Linked DNA regions of Mus musculus: region 2 is linked to region 1. Evidence: chromatin contacts called from public Micro-C data. All regions are on one chromosome and are shown on one strand. Each heading gives the region's core, a stretch centred on a gene start, on an enhancer-like site or on the middle of the called end of the contact. The rest is flanking DNA. Distances are from core to core; before and after follow the strand shown.

What was found. Hi-C and Micro-C count contacts between places; a contact is called where the count stands out from the background.
Region 2: a contact with region 1 is called in a Micro-C map of the G1E-ER4 cell line. The contact joins two enhancer-like sites. A contact is called at or near these places in 12 of 484 Hi-C or Micro-C datasets (the G1E-ER4 cell line, the HL-1 cell line, the N1E-115 cell line and 3 more) and 1 of 115 datasets of contacts at active chromatin or transcription factors (embryonic stem cells).

The regions. Positions count from the first base shown.
Region 1 is chr1:170,506,358-170,513,548 of GRCm38.p6, forward strand. The region is part of intron 2 of Nos1ap (nitric oxide synthase 1 (neuronal) adaptor protein); the gene reads right to left. Among named protein-coding and RNA genes, the nearest start is that of Gm46171, 31 kb to the right of the region's middle. Within about 2 kb of position 4,639, at least 14 of the 459 cell types and tissues checked have an H3K27ac peak or open chromatin away from gene starts, as enhancers often do. A contact at or near this core is called in the G1E-ER4 cell line, where this site is marked.
Region 2 is chr1:170,621,568-170,629,296 of GRCm38.p6, forward strand. No RefSeq gene overlaps it. Among named protein-coding and RNA genes, the nearest start is that of Olfml2b, 19 kb to the right of the region's middle. Within about 2 kb of position 1,579, at least 45 of the 459 cell types and tissues checked have an H3K27ac peak or open chromatin away from gene starts, as enhancers often do. A contact at or near this core is called in the G1E-ER4 cell line, where this site is marked.

The DNA of each region.
Region 1 (7,191 bases), core at 3,389-5,888:
GCTTTCCTTCGGGCTGCTTTCTGAACCTAGAAAGCCCATCCCAGCTTCTTTCTCAAGCCCTGTACTTACTGTTCCCTCTGTGTGAAACACTCTTCCTGCAGAGAGCCATATGGCTCACTCCCTCTGCATACTCACATATTTAAAGACTCACTTCAATACAACCAAGAAGTCTTCCCCAGCAAGCTGTAGAAAAACAGTGCTCGGGCAACCTCCGGCTCTCCCTGGTCTCATGTCCTAATTTAGCGGTCTGCAGAGAATTTATTCGTGACTCTGTATTTCTAGCCTCTCCTATTCTTTCTCACCATCAGAACGTAAGCTTCCACTGAGCAGGGACATTGCCTTTCAGACTCTGTTTCCAGAACCTAAAATAATGTTGGCTCAGAAGTCAATACTTTCTCCCCACAGAGAGTGAGAGGGAAAAAATCAAGACCAGCTCTCAGTGCACCAATCTTCATGTTGATGAGAACGATCGCCCAAGCCCACCTGCGAATTCTGATTTGCGTCCTTTGCTTAAAAGGAAGACAAAACCCCCACTAAACACTGCTGAGAACACATTAAGTGTTTTCTTAAGTTTAAACAAAACCAAGTTCCCTTTTGAAGAAAAACAAAAAGGCAAACATCCAGTGTTTGACCAGTTCATGTCTCATATACTAGAAGTATGATATGGAATATTAGCCAATAATAAAAGGACATGAAGTGTTGGTGCATAAAAAAAGCACAGGTTAACTGTGCAAACACTAAAAGAAGCCAGACACGAAGGTCCACATATTTTATGAGACCGTCAATAGCTAATGTCCAAGACAGGCAAATCCATTCAGGTTGGAAGTGAACTGGTGGAGGATACTTGTGGCTGGGAGCCTCGGGGACATTGGGAGATGAGAGGGTAGAAGCACAAAGTTAGCTAGAAGTATGTGGTCCTGTGGTAGAGCACTGACTAGCATGCTGGAGGTCCTGAGTTTGATCCCCAACGCTGCAAAAACTTTAAAAATCCAGAGTTTCCTTTGGGGAGGAAGTAAGTTCTATAATGACGTTTGCATAATGATGTATATGGATATATACTAAATCCCAATGCTAAAATTGTATAGTGTATGATGTATAAATTATATAGTATATGAGGTATATCTCAATAAAGTCATTACCCAAAAAAGTATTGGCAAATTATAATATCATTTAAATATGTAAAACATACATCTAGATATAAACTGCTTATGCATACAGGCCTTATATAGATTTATAATTTAAACACAAGTTATATTATATAACCAATAAATTCAAACAAGTCAGACTTCACACTGAAATCACCTCTCTGTGAATACACAGTGGATATGTTATCCGAGCTCTCCGGTGCCCAGCCCAAGCAGAATCAGTAGTGATACTCAGAACGTCCACCACCAGGACCACAGTCAGTGCTGGGGTGCAGTGTGTGAAGGTGGCTCTGTATTGTCAATGGTTGATAGCTAAGTCCTAGCTGGGTCTTTGTACTGTCATTCCTATGGCCCATCACTGGCCTCATATTTTGTACCCAGCACAGGTACCAACAAGTCAGAAAAGATACTAAAAGCAGCAAAGCCAAACTCTTTCTGCAAGCAACCCAAATGGAGATGCCAGGAGCATGTCTGTTGCCAGTCCTCCATGCAGCCTGCATACCACGCAGGTGCTAGCTCCACTCCGGGTTACTTCCTTCTGTCTAGACTCTACAGAAGTCTTAATTCCTAGCTCCTACTTCTGCAAAGGATGCACAGACCAATTTGCCTTAAGAGAATTCATCCCATACACATGAAGAGACATCCTGCTCTCCTGTAGAGCATAAACAGTGAGGAGGCATAGACTGCCCACTCTGGAGGACACAACAGGCACTCTCAGTAGTGATGGCTAAAAGCTAACGAGCTGTACCAGCGTGGACGATGAGCTTAGTTTACTTTGTTCACATTAGGATCAAACGAAAACACAGTTTTTGAAAAGTCTTACAGAGAACTCTCAAATACCTCACTAAATGAAGATAACCTGATATTTCAAGAGATCCTACTCTGAGAAACATTAATCTACAAACTGGTTTAAAAAAATCAACGGGTCTCAGAGCAAATAAATTCATATCTTTAATAAAAGCTAAGGGTTATCGGCTGCTTATCACTGCTCTCAATGGACGTTGTTAGAAAGGACGCTTTTGGGGGTTTTGTTGGGGTGGTGTTGGTATTTTTAGGAGGTTTTGCTTTGTGTATGTGTGTGTGTGTGTTATTTGTTCGTGGAGACACAGTATCACTAGGTAGACCTGGTTCATCTGCAACTCAATAAGTAGAGCAGGCCAACCCCAAACTTAGTGATCCCCATCTTTGCCTTCTAAACACTGGAATTACAGATATACAAGTGACAGGGCATTTTGCTGTTGCTGTTTTGTTTTTGTGGTCTAGGGTCCATATCCTTGTGCGTACTAGTAAAGTCTACCACTGAACTGTAGCTGCAGCCTGCAACTATCATTTGGGTACACAGGCCACGTGTCAGGCACATCTGTTTGTGTTGTGTATGCATTCACTTATTATCTGGTAAAATCTAGCTACAGAAAATGTATCATATCAATTTTACTCATGATCAAACATTGACTGACACGTTAAGAACCTTGTCCAAAGTCCCCTGATCCCACGCAGAAGAAACACAATCTGACTTTAGTTCGGCCTCATCTTGTACTCGAAACTTTCCATAAGTGGAAGGACCTTCCCAATCCCTGCTAGAGCCTGGTGCCTCTAATCCACTGGGATAGGCACAATAATGCCCCCTCAAGCCTTTAAAGGTGCCATATCACATGACAGAATATCATATATATATATATATATATATCACATGACACTTTAGATGAGAGGATGAATCTTGACGGGGAAATATTGTGGGAGTCTTGGGAGAAAATGGATGAGAGAGAGCGGATCACAAAGGTTTCTATCAGTGAGGCTACAGAATGTGACGCCATGCAGTGATGGGAAGCAGAGGTCACAGTGGCAGCCCTGCTGGCCCTGAAGACAGACAGGAGGCACTTGCCAAAATCATGGGCAACCTCTGGGCATATCCAACCTCGTGACATGTGACACGGTGTCGCGATGTGAAAAGTTTGAATTCGAAAACCATGCAATTAGATTAATAACAATGATAAAGAAAGAATATCTCATCGTGTTGTCCGTTTATAATGGCATTCTGGGTCACCTTCACAGATGCTCGTGTCTATGTATGCATGCTTCATAGAATGTGCTCAGTGGACCTTGGGTTGGTTCCACTTACAAGGATGCTAGAAGAGCAAGAAACAGACTGTTCTCTAGGGCTTCCAGCAGAAAAGCAGAAAGCAGGCTTAACAGTGCCTTGGTGGCTCCCCATTTCAGGCTCTTGATTCCCCAGAACTATAGGATGAGAAGTTAGAGTTATTTTAAGCAGTTGCATTGTGCCTGGTTCGTACATCCTGGGAAGTGGCATGGCCAAGCTAACAGAGCAGAGGTGGTACTTGCAGACTCCGACAAAAAGAGGAAAACATAATAAGAAAAGAGTCCACTGTTGACCAAGGCAAGCTACTCAGGAGAAAGGTCCAAGGTGATAAAAGGCCACAGTAGAAGCCCTCTGCCATGGGGAAAAGGGGCATGCAGACAGGACCCATGGCTCCAGTCATCAGCTCCACAAAGCCACCAGCCCATGATAAGCTACCAAGAATGCATCCAATGTAAGCCCTCCTGAAAAAACACCCAGGGCCTTTCAGATTTTCTCATCCTTTGGTTTTCCTTAAGAAAAATTCTCAGGGAAACTGGCAAAAATGGTAGCTGCTGGAGGAGGAGGTGGACATGGCCAGTTCCTGGTTGCCAATCTACTGACTACCTACCCCTCCTGTGCGGCCACACTAGAGAAATCAAAGCATGCTATGTAGCAATCTTGATTCTACTCTGCACCATTTTGGAAGCAGTTTGCAGTGTAGACTAGAATGTGCCCAACCCCTAGTCAAAGAGGTCAATGGGAAGTGGGGGTCACATGGTGGACACTAGAAATACAGTCATTCTTATGCCACCAGTGATGGGGATGTCGTGGCAGGAGCATAAGAGGACAAGATGAGCCATGCAAGATGGCTTCCCCAAGGAAGGAATGTGTTCACTAAAGAGACTAACTGATAAAAGCAGCTAGATACAGCAGCTGGCTGTTCAAAGCAGCTAGAAGTCTCAGGGTATTTATCTGCATGTATGAAATGCTCTGAAACCCAGAGGAAAGGTATAAAAAAATGATAGCAATGAATATAAATAGCCCTTTATGGTTTATAAAGCATTTTTTCACGCACCATCCCAGATCTGACAACAGCACTAGAGAGACAGGATGAGAAGTAGCATGCTGTCTTTTATAAATGAGGAAGCTGAGATTAACAGCCGTCAGCTGCTTTGCCAAGGTCACACATTAAGTCAAGGGGAAGACTCAAGCCCAACTCTCATTACTCCTTGTTGAGAGTCCTCTTGACTATCCAGAATGCCCTTCCCAAGGAGACTACAGTGAAGCAGCAGGGACTGGTGTTGGTATCTGGGAACAAAGGACACGGGGTAGTTGGGTCTCATATTAGACACTGAAGATTCAAAGATGTTTGTGACAGGATGTGGTACCTTCCTCCAGGACCAGACCTCTCAGAGCTGTGACAGCCATATCTTAGAAGCCATCCAGCTGTGGCACCTGTCATCACTGGCTTATCTCTCTGTACAAAGCCTTTCCTGTCTCCCATAAATTGGGTTTAATCTCCCAGTTGCACTCACACTTCCTTGGCTTCTTTTCACTTTACTAATGATGTACAGAGTATGTATTGCTGTGCATTGTTGGTGGGATGCAAAATGAAACCACTATGAAAAGGGTGTTGGAAGTTCCTCAAAGAACCCAGCTACTGCCAGGCACAGTGGCATGCCTACGGTCCCAGGTACTCAGGAAGCTGAGGCAAGGAGGATCATTTATGGTCACAAGTTCAAGACCAGACTAGATACCCTAATGAGATGCCAGCTCAAATATTTAACCTACCATTACGATCCAGAAATCCCTTTTCTGAGTATATAAACAAGAAAAAAAATCAAAGAAAGTTCTGAAAGAGACATTTGCACATCCATGTTCTCACGGAACTATTCACAACAGCTAAAAGATAGAAACAAGTGACCATCAGTAGATGAATACATAAAGATGTGGTCTGTCCATACAAAATAACACAAGTAATAGAAAGGAGGGAAATACTGCCACTATACAACACAGATGGACTAGGAAGACATGTCAGTACAAGGGGACAAATACTGCATCATCCCATTCTCATGACATTGTAACGTGGTCACAATCATCACAGAAACAGAAGGTAGGAAGACAGACTCCTAGGGAATCAAGGAAGAGGGGATTGTATTTAATTGATACAGAGTTTCAGTTTTACACAAAGGGGAAAAAAAAAAGACTGGAGATCCTAGATGCAACAGTAAGGATACACGGAACTACTGAACTGTCTGCCTTTAAAAAGGAAAACCTAATGCTATGCACAGTTACAATCCACTTCTTAGAAACAGATTAAAAAGAGAAAAATAAAGAGTATCTAAGACGGACATCATAAGTTCAAAAAAGAATATGTGGAGAAGGTGGGAAACCAAATGAAGAGGAAGGGAGGGCAGAGGAAGCATTCCAGCTGAAGATGGAGTGTAAATTTAACCAAGTCCACACTGGGGCATGGGGCTGGAGATGAGCAAGAATGCATCCTCCAACCAGAGCCCCAAGTACTAAGAGCACTGAGTTCGGGGTCGAGCAGAGCCCTTCACTCCCTGCATGCATCCTTTAGGAAACATAGGAATCTTTACTGCCACACCACAACACAGCTCTCCAGAGAGGACCAGAAGATGAAAGCTACAGAGGTTAGCAATGATGGGCATGGTGACCCACACCTGTACCACAGCACAGGGCAAAGAGATCTCAAATTCAAGGTTAGACTAGGCTATATAGTGAGACTCTATCTCAGGAAGCAAGAAAAGAAGGAAGGAAGGAAGGAAGGAAGGAAGGAAGGAAGGAAGGAAGGAAGGAAGGAAGGCAGGCAGGCAGGCCGGCCTTGGCAAGACACTCACATCTCACCTGTAAGCCTCTGTGGTCCTTATCAATAGCTGCTCTCAGGACTACCTACTGCTCTGGCCAAGCCCTGGGGTCTGGGGCTTCTAAGCCCAGCAGAGCACCCAGCAACCAAAATCTGCAGTGTCCTATCCAGTATTAGCCTGGCACCATTCAACATAAAGGGACAGTGTCAGCTGTAGTCCTTTACACAGAAATCCCATGCCCTAGTTCTTGACAGCTGTAATTACAGCCCAAACAGCTTTTGAAAGGCAAAGAGAAAGAAGAAAATAGCAGCCTGGACCTAGCAGTGAATTGTGGGGCATGGGGGGCGGGGGGGGGGGGAAAAGACACACAATCAGAGCGCTTGCTACTAATGGCAGCCAGTCCACACAAGCCACTGGACAGCCAGCCCAAACAACTTTCTGACCAATTAATTTCTCCCTCTAATGTAATGAGCTGCTCATTAAGTGCTGGAAGCAGCTTCCACAGAGGGGGCTGTAGGAAGAAGCTGGCACAGCTCACAGGTAATGAGGGGAGAGGAGCCTGCCACATTCCAGGCTCAGATTCCTGCAGATCCCAAGACCAACTGGTGCCATACCCTGTCTGGTCCGCCCCAGCTTCCAGATAATGTTTTCCCATGCCTCTGCCCATTTTAAGTTCCCCCTTTCTGGGAAGGTGCCATGTCTCAGTCCTTTGGTTCCACCCAATTAAGGTCAAGAATCACAATCAGCATTCCAACGACCCCTCCACAGGACACCAGGGGCCACAGCACAGCTGGGTATGACACCCTCCCCCCCCCCCCCCCCCCGCAAGCTGCCGGTCAACAGTAACCTGACCTGAAATACTTAGACTGCTTCAGGTTCCAGGTCTCACCCATGAAATATAATGCCAATATCCTCACCTCATCTAAAGTAGCTATAAATAATAATAAAACCTATTCAATATCAAAACATCTAAAAAAAGCATCCAGCATGGAAGCAACTATTACTATTGGTAAAGATAATGCTTTCAGGATGATGGTAATATCAGCAACAGCCATTCTCTGCCCCATCAGTCAAACGTGAGTAACAGAGAACTTTGGTGGACACCGAGTGTGGGTAGCTCCAGTCCCAGTCTTTCTATCAC
Region 2 (7,729 bases), core at 329-2,828, 110 kb after region 1:
CTTTCGAACATGGCTGCTTCCTTCTACAAACTAACCTTACCTACACTTTTTAGGATTAAAGGTGAGTATTAAGGGCATGTGGAATTAAAGGTGAGTGATGTGTCTGTATGGATCATACAGACCTAGAATGTCTTTGGATGCAATTCCTTGCCAGAGGAGCCATGTTGCTGGATTAAATTCCTCTACATATTTCAGTGAGTAGAGTGCTTGCCTAACACTTACAAACCCCTAGGCTGGATCCCCAGATAAAGCACTATTACAAAAGATAACATAGAATCAAGCACTATCATTTAGCTTATCACCAGGACTCTCACAATTGTAAGTGCTAATGTGAGTGTGAACCCTAAAACCACAGAAGCCTTACACACTTCAGAATATCTTACACATGACCTTTGGGATATTTTCAGAATGAAAATACTAAGATTAAAAATTCTGGTGAAATCAAATGCCAGCAAAATTTCCTTTTCTTTCAGCTCTTATGATTTTATTTTTTTGTCGTAGAGTCTCACTATGTAGCCCAGGCTAAGCTCAAGCTCATAGCAATCCTGCTGCCTCAACCTCCTGAATGCTGGGATTACAAGTGTGAGACACCATGAGCAGCAATTTGGATCTTTCAACCTTAAAGCAAGAAGGGTTTCATGCCTGTTAGTTTAGCAGTTGGGAGGTAGATTGGAAGTTCATGATCACCTTCAACCACAAAGAGAATTCAAGGCCAGCCTGGGACACATAAGACAGTATCTCAAAAACAAAAACAAAAACAACCCAACTTTGTATCGCTGCAGTGTCTTTTTTCTGGTTGTTACTTTCAAGATTTTCTGTTTACTATTCTCTGATGTAGTTATCACATTCTTTTGTCTGGTGTGCATATGTATGTGTTCCTCTGCTGGGACTTCATTCAGCATCTCAGATCATTAGTTTTATGGTTTTCATCCACATGGAGAATTTTCAGTTATCTGAGATACTTCTCCTCCACAGCATGTGGCTCCAGCTCAGGGTATGCTTGGCTCCTGGCTATTATCCTGGGGCTCGCAGTGTTTGGGAAAATTCATTGGTTATTTTGTTGCCCTTCCTGAACCCCAAGTTCTTCCTCTGACAGAGATTTTAGACAGTCTTTATTGCTGCATTTTTAAGTTTATTCGCCATTTTGTCTATAGTACCTAGAATGTTGCTTAGTTATTTCTTTTTCATTTTTAAATGTTGTTCATAAAAAAAAAAAGGAAGTTACCTGACTCCTGAGGGGAAGGAAAAAAAGTAGAATTATTATATCACTAGAGCCTAAAGAACAACATTTAAAAATGAAAAAAAAAATTACTAAGTTTCCATCTGTAAGAGAACAAAATTACATATATTTAAAGGCCTTATTTTTTCCCCTCTGGAGTCAGATAACTTTCATTTTTTAAAACAGAGGTAAGTATATTAATGGAGAGAGAGAGAGAGAGAGAGAGAGAGAGAGAGAGAGAGAGAGAGAGAGAGAGAGAGGACAGGCAGACAACACATGCACACATGCACGCATGCACTAAAAATAGCTGCCTGGTTAGATGGCTTGCGTCAGAAACACTCTCTTATCTTGCCAACGGCAACTGCCCTGTTTGGGAAATGGAGTTGTTATCGCTCTGACCCTGACTTCTTGTGTTGCTCAGACATACAGCTGAGTGTGACGTGAGCTGTTACATCTTCACTTTTACCCTGGATGTTGGAGCCACATTTAGAAGCTCAGACCAAAGCAATGACCTTCCTGGTGGTCCAGCCCCTTCTCACTCCCCACCTCAGTACTGGGGCATTGAACCTAGAGCCTTTTTAAGCATAGCATGTGCTGCCAATTCAGCCATATTCCAGCCCCTACACTAAAATTTTAAGGTTTCCTTCATTGTTAAATGCTACACTATCTACTTTTTTTTTTCTGATTACCTGATTTCATCTCTATTGACTGGCTTTGCGTTGTTTGTTTTTTACTTTTGAGACAAGGTCTTATTCTGTAGCTCAGGGTGGCCTCAAACTCCCAAGTTCTGGGATTAGAGGTTTGGCCACCACATCTCAGACTAATGCTCCTTTTGATGATGAATCATAGATATTCTCTCTCTCTCCCCCTCCCTCTTCCTCCACCCTCCTCTCTGTGTTTAGTAATATTTTTGTTAGATGTGGAACATTCAGAATACTACATTGTGAGAGTATGCCAATAGCTTCCTCTAGCAATAGTCTAAACTTTGCTTTGTTTTTGAGACAGGATCTTACTTTGTAGCCCCCACTGGCCTGAAACTCACTATGTAGACCAGGCTGGCCTTGAACTCACAGAGATCTGCCTGACTCTGCCTCCCAAGTGCTTGCATGAAAGAACTGCATCACCTTAATTATCCTTTCCAGGGTAGCTAAATTCTTTGTATATCAGCTCAATCTGCTTGAGGCTGTTTTATTTAGCTTTTTATGGTGACCATTAAGACAGTTTCCCTCAGGGGCAGCATTTCTTGTCTCTCTCACCACCAGCCAATTATGACATCAACCAGTGTCCCGTAATTTACTCAGAGTTTGCATACAAATCTAGTTCAAGGCCTTTAGTTCTATAATCTTTTTTTGTTGTTTTGTTTTTGTTTTTTCCTAAATTTTTTTATTATTTAAATGCATTTTATACATCAATCATATTAATAATATTGAGTATTTTGAGAATCAAGTAATACATAAAAGATTTGTTCAACTTTTATATTCATATCCTTTCATACCCTAAAAATATCATTAATGAACATTTAACACTCTCCATAACTGAGGATCCTATATCTAATGTTGAAAACATTATCTAATTTGTTTCAAAACATACAAAATATTCCTTGGGAATTTAACATAGTAAAAGAGCATAAAATATTAAAAATGAAACATTAAGAAATATATTCAAAAGCCCTTATATGATACCACCTGACATAGTGAGCGAGTGTTTAAAACACATTATATACCTGTGTACATTGTCTAATAATCAGTTTACTTAAAAAAGATTATCAGTGTTTCTAGGAGAGAAATTATTTTATCAGTAAGTATATTTTAAAATTTCAAAATAGCAAAAACTCTTTGAAGTTAAACATTAAGAAAATGCTAATTTCAAGCACAGTGACAAAAATTATCAATAATATTTCCATGATGTTTGTAGAACATGATTTCAATATTTTCAACTGTTAATATTCAACAAACAGAATAATTATTTTAACATATATTTCTTTTTCATTTCTGATTTTATTAATTTGATTTAATTAATTTTCTGTCTCTGAGCCCTCTGGTTAGTCTGGCTAAGGGTTTATCTATCTTGTTGATTTTCTCAAAGAACCAGCTCCTGGTTTTATAGATTCTTTGTATAGTTCTTTTTGTTTCTACTTGGTTGATTTCAGCCCTGAGTTTGATTATTTCCTGCCTTCTACTCTTCTTGGGTGTATTTGCTTCTTTTTGTTCTAGAGCTTTCAGATGTGCTGTCAAGCTGCTAGTGTATGCTCTCTCCAGTTTCTTTTTGGAGGCACTCAGAGCTATGAGTTTTCCTCTTACCACTGCTTTCATTGTGTCCCATAAGTTTTGGTATGATGTATCTTCGTTTTCATTAAATTCTAAAAAGCCTTTAATTTATTTCTTTATTTCTTCCTTGACCAAGTTGTCATTGAGTAAGAGCGTTGTTAAGCTTCCATGTGTATGTGTGCTTTCCACTGTTTTTGTTGGTATTTAAGAACTACCTTAGTCCAAGGTGATCTGATAGGGTGCATGGGATTATTTCAATCTTCTTGTATCTGTTAAGGCCTGTTTTGTGACCGATTATATGGTCAATTTAATACCATGAAGAAGGTACCATGAGGTGCTGAGAAGAAGGTATATTCTTTTGCTTTAGAATGGAATTTCTATATATATCTGCTAGATCCATTTAGTTCATAACTTCCATTAGTTTTACTGTGTGTCTCTGTTTAGTTTCTGTTTCCATGCTCTGTCCATTGCTGAGAGTGGGGGTAGAAGTCTCTCACTATTATTGTATGGGATGCAATGTGTGCTTTAAGCTCTAGTAAATTTCTTTTATGAATGTGGGTGCCCTTGCATTTGGAGCTTAGATGTTCAGAATTGAGAGTTCATCTTGGTAGACTTTTCCTTTGACCAGTATGAAGTGACCTTCCTTGTCTTTTTTGATAACTTTAGGTTCGAAGTCCATTTTATTCGATATTAGAATGACTACTCCAGCTTGTTTCTTGGGATGGTTTGCTTGGAAAATTGTTTTCTGATGTTTTACTCTGAGGTAGTGTTTGACACTGAGATGTGTTTCCTGTATGCAGCAAAATGCTGGGTCCTGTTTAAGTATTCAGTCTGTTACTCTATGTCTTTTTGTTGGGGGATTGAGTCCAGATATTACTTCCTATTATTTTTGTTGTTAGAGGTGGAATTATGTTTGTGTGGCTATCTTCTTTTGGGTTTGTTGAAAGATTACTTTCTTGCTTTTTTTCTAGGGTGTAGTTTCCCTCCTTGTATTGGTATTTTCCATCTATTATTCTTTGTAGGACTGGATTTATATTGTGTAAATTTGGTTTTGTCATGGAATATCTTGTTTTCTCCATCTATGGTAACTGAAAGTTTTGCTGGGTATAGTAGTCTGGGCTAGCATTTGTGTTCTCTTAGGGTCTGTATGACATCTGCCCAGGATCTTCTAGTTTTCATAGCTGCTGGTGAGAAGTCTGGTGTAATTCTGATAGGTCTGCCTTTATGTGATACTTGACCTTTTTCCCTTACCGCTTTTAATATCTTTCTTTGTTTTGTGCATTTGGTATTTTCATTATTAGGTGACAGGAGGAATTTCTTTTCTGGTCCAGTCTATTTGAAGTTTTGTAGGCTTCTTGTAGTTCATGGGCATCTATTTCTTTAGGTTAGGGAAGTTTTCTTCTATAATTTTGTTGATGATATTTACTGGCTCTTTAAGTTGGGAATCTTTACTCTCTTCTATACCTATTATACTTAGGTTTGGTCTTCTCATTGTGTCCTGAATTTCCTGGTGGTTTGGGTTAGGAGCTTTTTGTTTTTTGCATTTTTTCTGATTGTTGTGAGAAATTGGTATCTTCAGCACCTGAGATTCTCTCTTCTATCTCTTGTATTCTGTTGGTGATGCTTGCGTCTATGACTACTGATCTCTTTCCTATGTTTTCTATTTCCCTTAGTGATTTCTTGTTTGTTTCTAGTTCCATTTTTGGTGGTTTTGTTCATTTCCTTCTCCTGTTTGATTGTTTTCCTGTAATTTTCCTCTTTAAGGGCTTCTAGCTGTTTACCTGTGTTTTCCTGTATTTCTTTAAGGGAGTTATTTATGTTCTTCTTAAAGTCCTCTATCATCATCATGAGAAGTAATTTTAGATCCAAATCTTGTTTTTCTAGTGTGATAGTGTATCCAGGACTTACTATGGTGGGAGAATTGGGTTCTGATGATGCCAAGTAACCTTGGATTCTATTGCTTATATTCTTATGCTTGCCTCCTGCCATCTGATTGTCTCTAGTGCTACCTGTCCTTGCTGTCTCTGACTGGAGCCTGTCCTTCCTGTGATCCTGGATGTGTCATAACTCCTCAGATTTCAGCTGTCTCTGTGATCCTGGAATTCTGTGATCCTGTGATCCTGAGATGCTGGGTGTGTCAGAGCTCCTGGGAGTCAAGGTGCCTCTGGGACCCCGATATCCTGGTGTGACCAAGCTCCTGGGATCCTGAGATCCTCTGATCCTCTGATCCTGGGTGTTAGAGCACCTGGGAATGGAGCTTCCTCTGGGTGTTGTGGGACTGGCTGTGGAGTTCACGTCCAAGGTATGCCTAGTCCTGCAATCTTGTAGTCACTTTTTGTGCCTGTCTTGATCATTGACAACCAGGTATTCATGGTTCATCTAACTTAGCTACCAAACTAGGGAGTTCCCAGTCATCCACCTTCCTGTTTATGATTGGTAATGTGACCTGAGATAGTCACAAAAGTGCTTTGCTGACATCAGGCATAATGGAAGGGTTTATGGGGGCAAACACCAGACAAGTTATGTGGAGTGCCATGCTTCCATACCCTCTCCACGTGAGTGCTCCTCAGGATATCAATAGATTCAATAACCTGGAAGTAAGGCAGTCAGGGACCACCAGAAAGGGGAAAATGCAAAATAATTCTGAACCCTTGACCAGTTACCCATTAAAAGCATGCTTTTCATGAGCATCGTCTTAAAACACAGATTAGCCGACAAGCCCAGAATGTTTACAGACCAGGCATGCTATATGACACCATGCAGACACCATGACCACACAGTGACAAGCAGACAAGGGGAGAAACTGCATCCCATAAAATGTCCTCCGTAAGACCCATACTCATTTCAGATGGCAGATGATCTCTCAGAGCAAATTCACAACATTCATATAAATTTTGTTTAGTTTTGTTTTGTTTTATTTTGTTTTTGAGAAAAAGGGCTCACTGTGTAGCCCTAGTTGGCCCAGAACTCACAGCCAATCCTTATACCTCTGCCTCCAGAATGTTGGAATCACAGGTGTGAACTGCCATGCTCAACAGGATCTGCTCTTAGTTGACTTACAAATCACTGATATTGGAGGTTGCAGAGTCGAGCAATCCATTATCAACTTTTCACCAGCCTACTGGTGTTTATACCACAGATATGTGGGTTTTAAAACTGCCTACATTTTTAGCAAAAATGTAAAGGCCGCTTTTGCTAAAAACACCAGTTCTTCACTTTAGCATGAAAAGATAAGATAAGGGGCTGGAGAAACGGCTCAGCAATTAAGAGTACTGGCTGCTTTTCTGGAGGTCCTGAGTTCAATTCACAGCAACCACATGGTGGTTCACAACCATCTATAGTGGAATCTAATGCCCTCTTCTGGCATGTAGGTGTACATGCAGATAGAGCACTCAAATGCATTAGATAGGCACTCAAATGCATTAGATAGGCACTCAAATGCATTAGATAGGTAGATAGGTAGATAGGTAGATAGATAGATAGATAGATAGATAGATAGATAGATAGATAGATAGATAGATAGATAGATAGACAGATCTATCAAAAGAGAGAGAGATCGGCTCAATGACTACAGTGGGATGAAAAGCTTGATGTCTCTGTCTTCATGCTTTGTCTGTTCCCTGCCTATTTGAATCTTTCGATTCTACTTAGATCTACATGTAGACAACATTAAGCACCTAGAAATTAACATATAAAAATCAGTAGCCTTCCTATCTACACATTACAAAAAAAAATCAGGAAATAGTACCTTTCATAATAGCCTCAAAAATAAACAAGCAAACAAACAAACAAACACAAAAACAAAAAGTCTTGGGATATCTCTAACCAAGCAAATGAAAGACTTGTATGTATAATACAAACTTTAAGGCACTGAAGAAATCAAAGAAGACACCAGAAGATGGAAAGACCACCCATGCTCATTGTGAAAATGATCATCTTACCAAAAGCAATATAGAGATTCAGTATAATCCCCATCAAAATACAAGCACATTCTTCATAGAAATTGAAAAATAAAAACTTCAACTTCCTAGGGAAACACACACACCAGGATACCTAAGACAATCCTAAATAATCAAAGCAATATCCATATTTCAAGCTATATTACAGAGATACTGTAATAGATACAGCATAGTATTGGCATAAAAACAGACATGCTGATCAATAGAATCAATTATGAAGACTCGGGCATAAATGCACACATATATGGACATCTGACCTTTGACAAAGAAGCCAAAAACACATG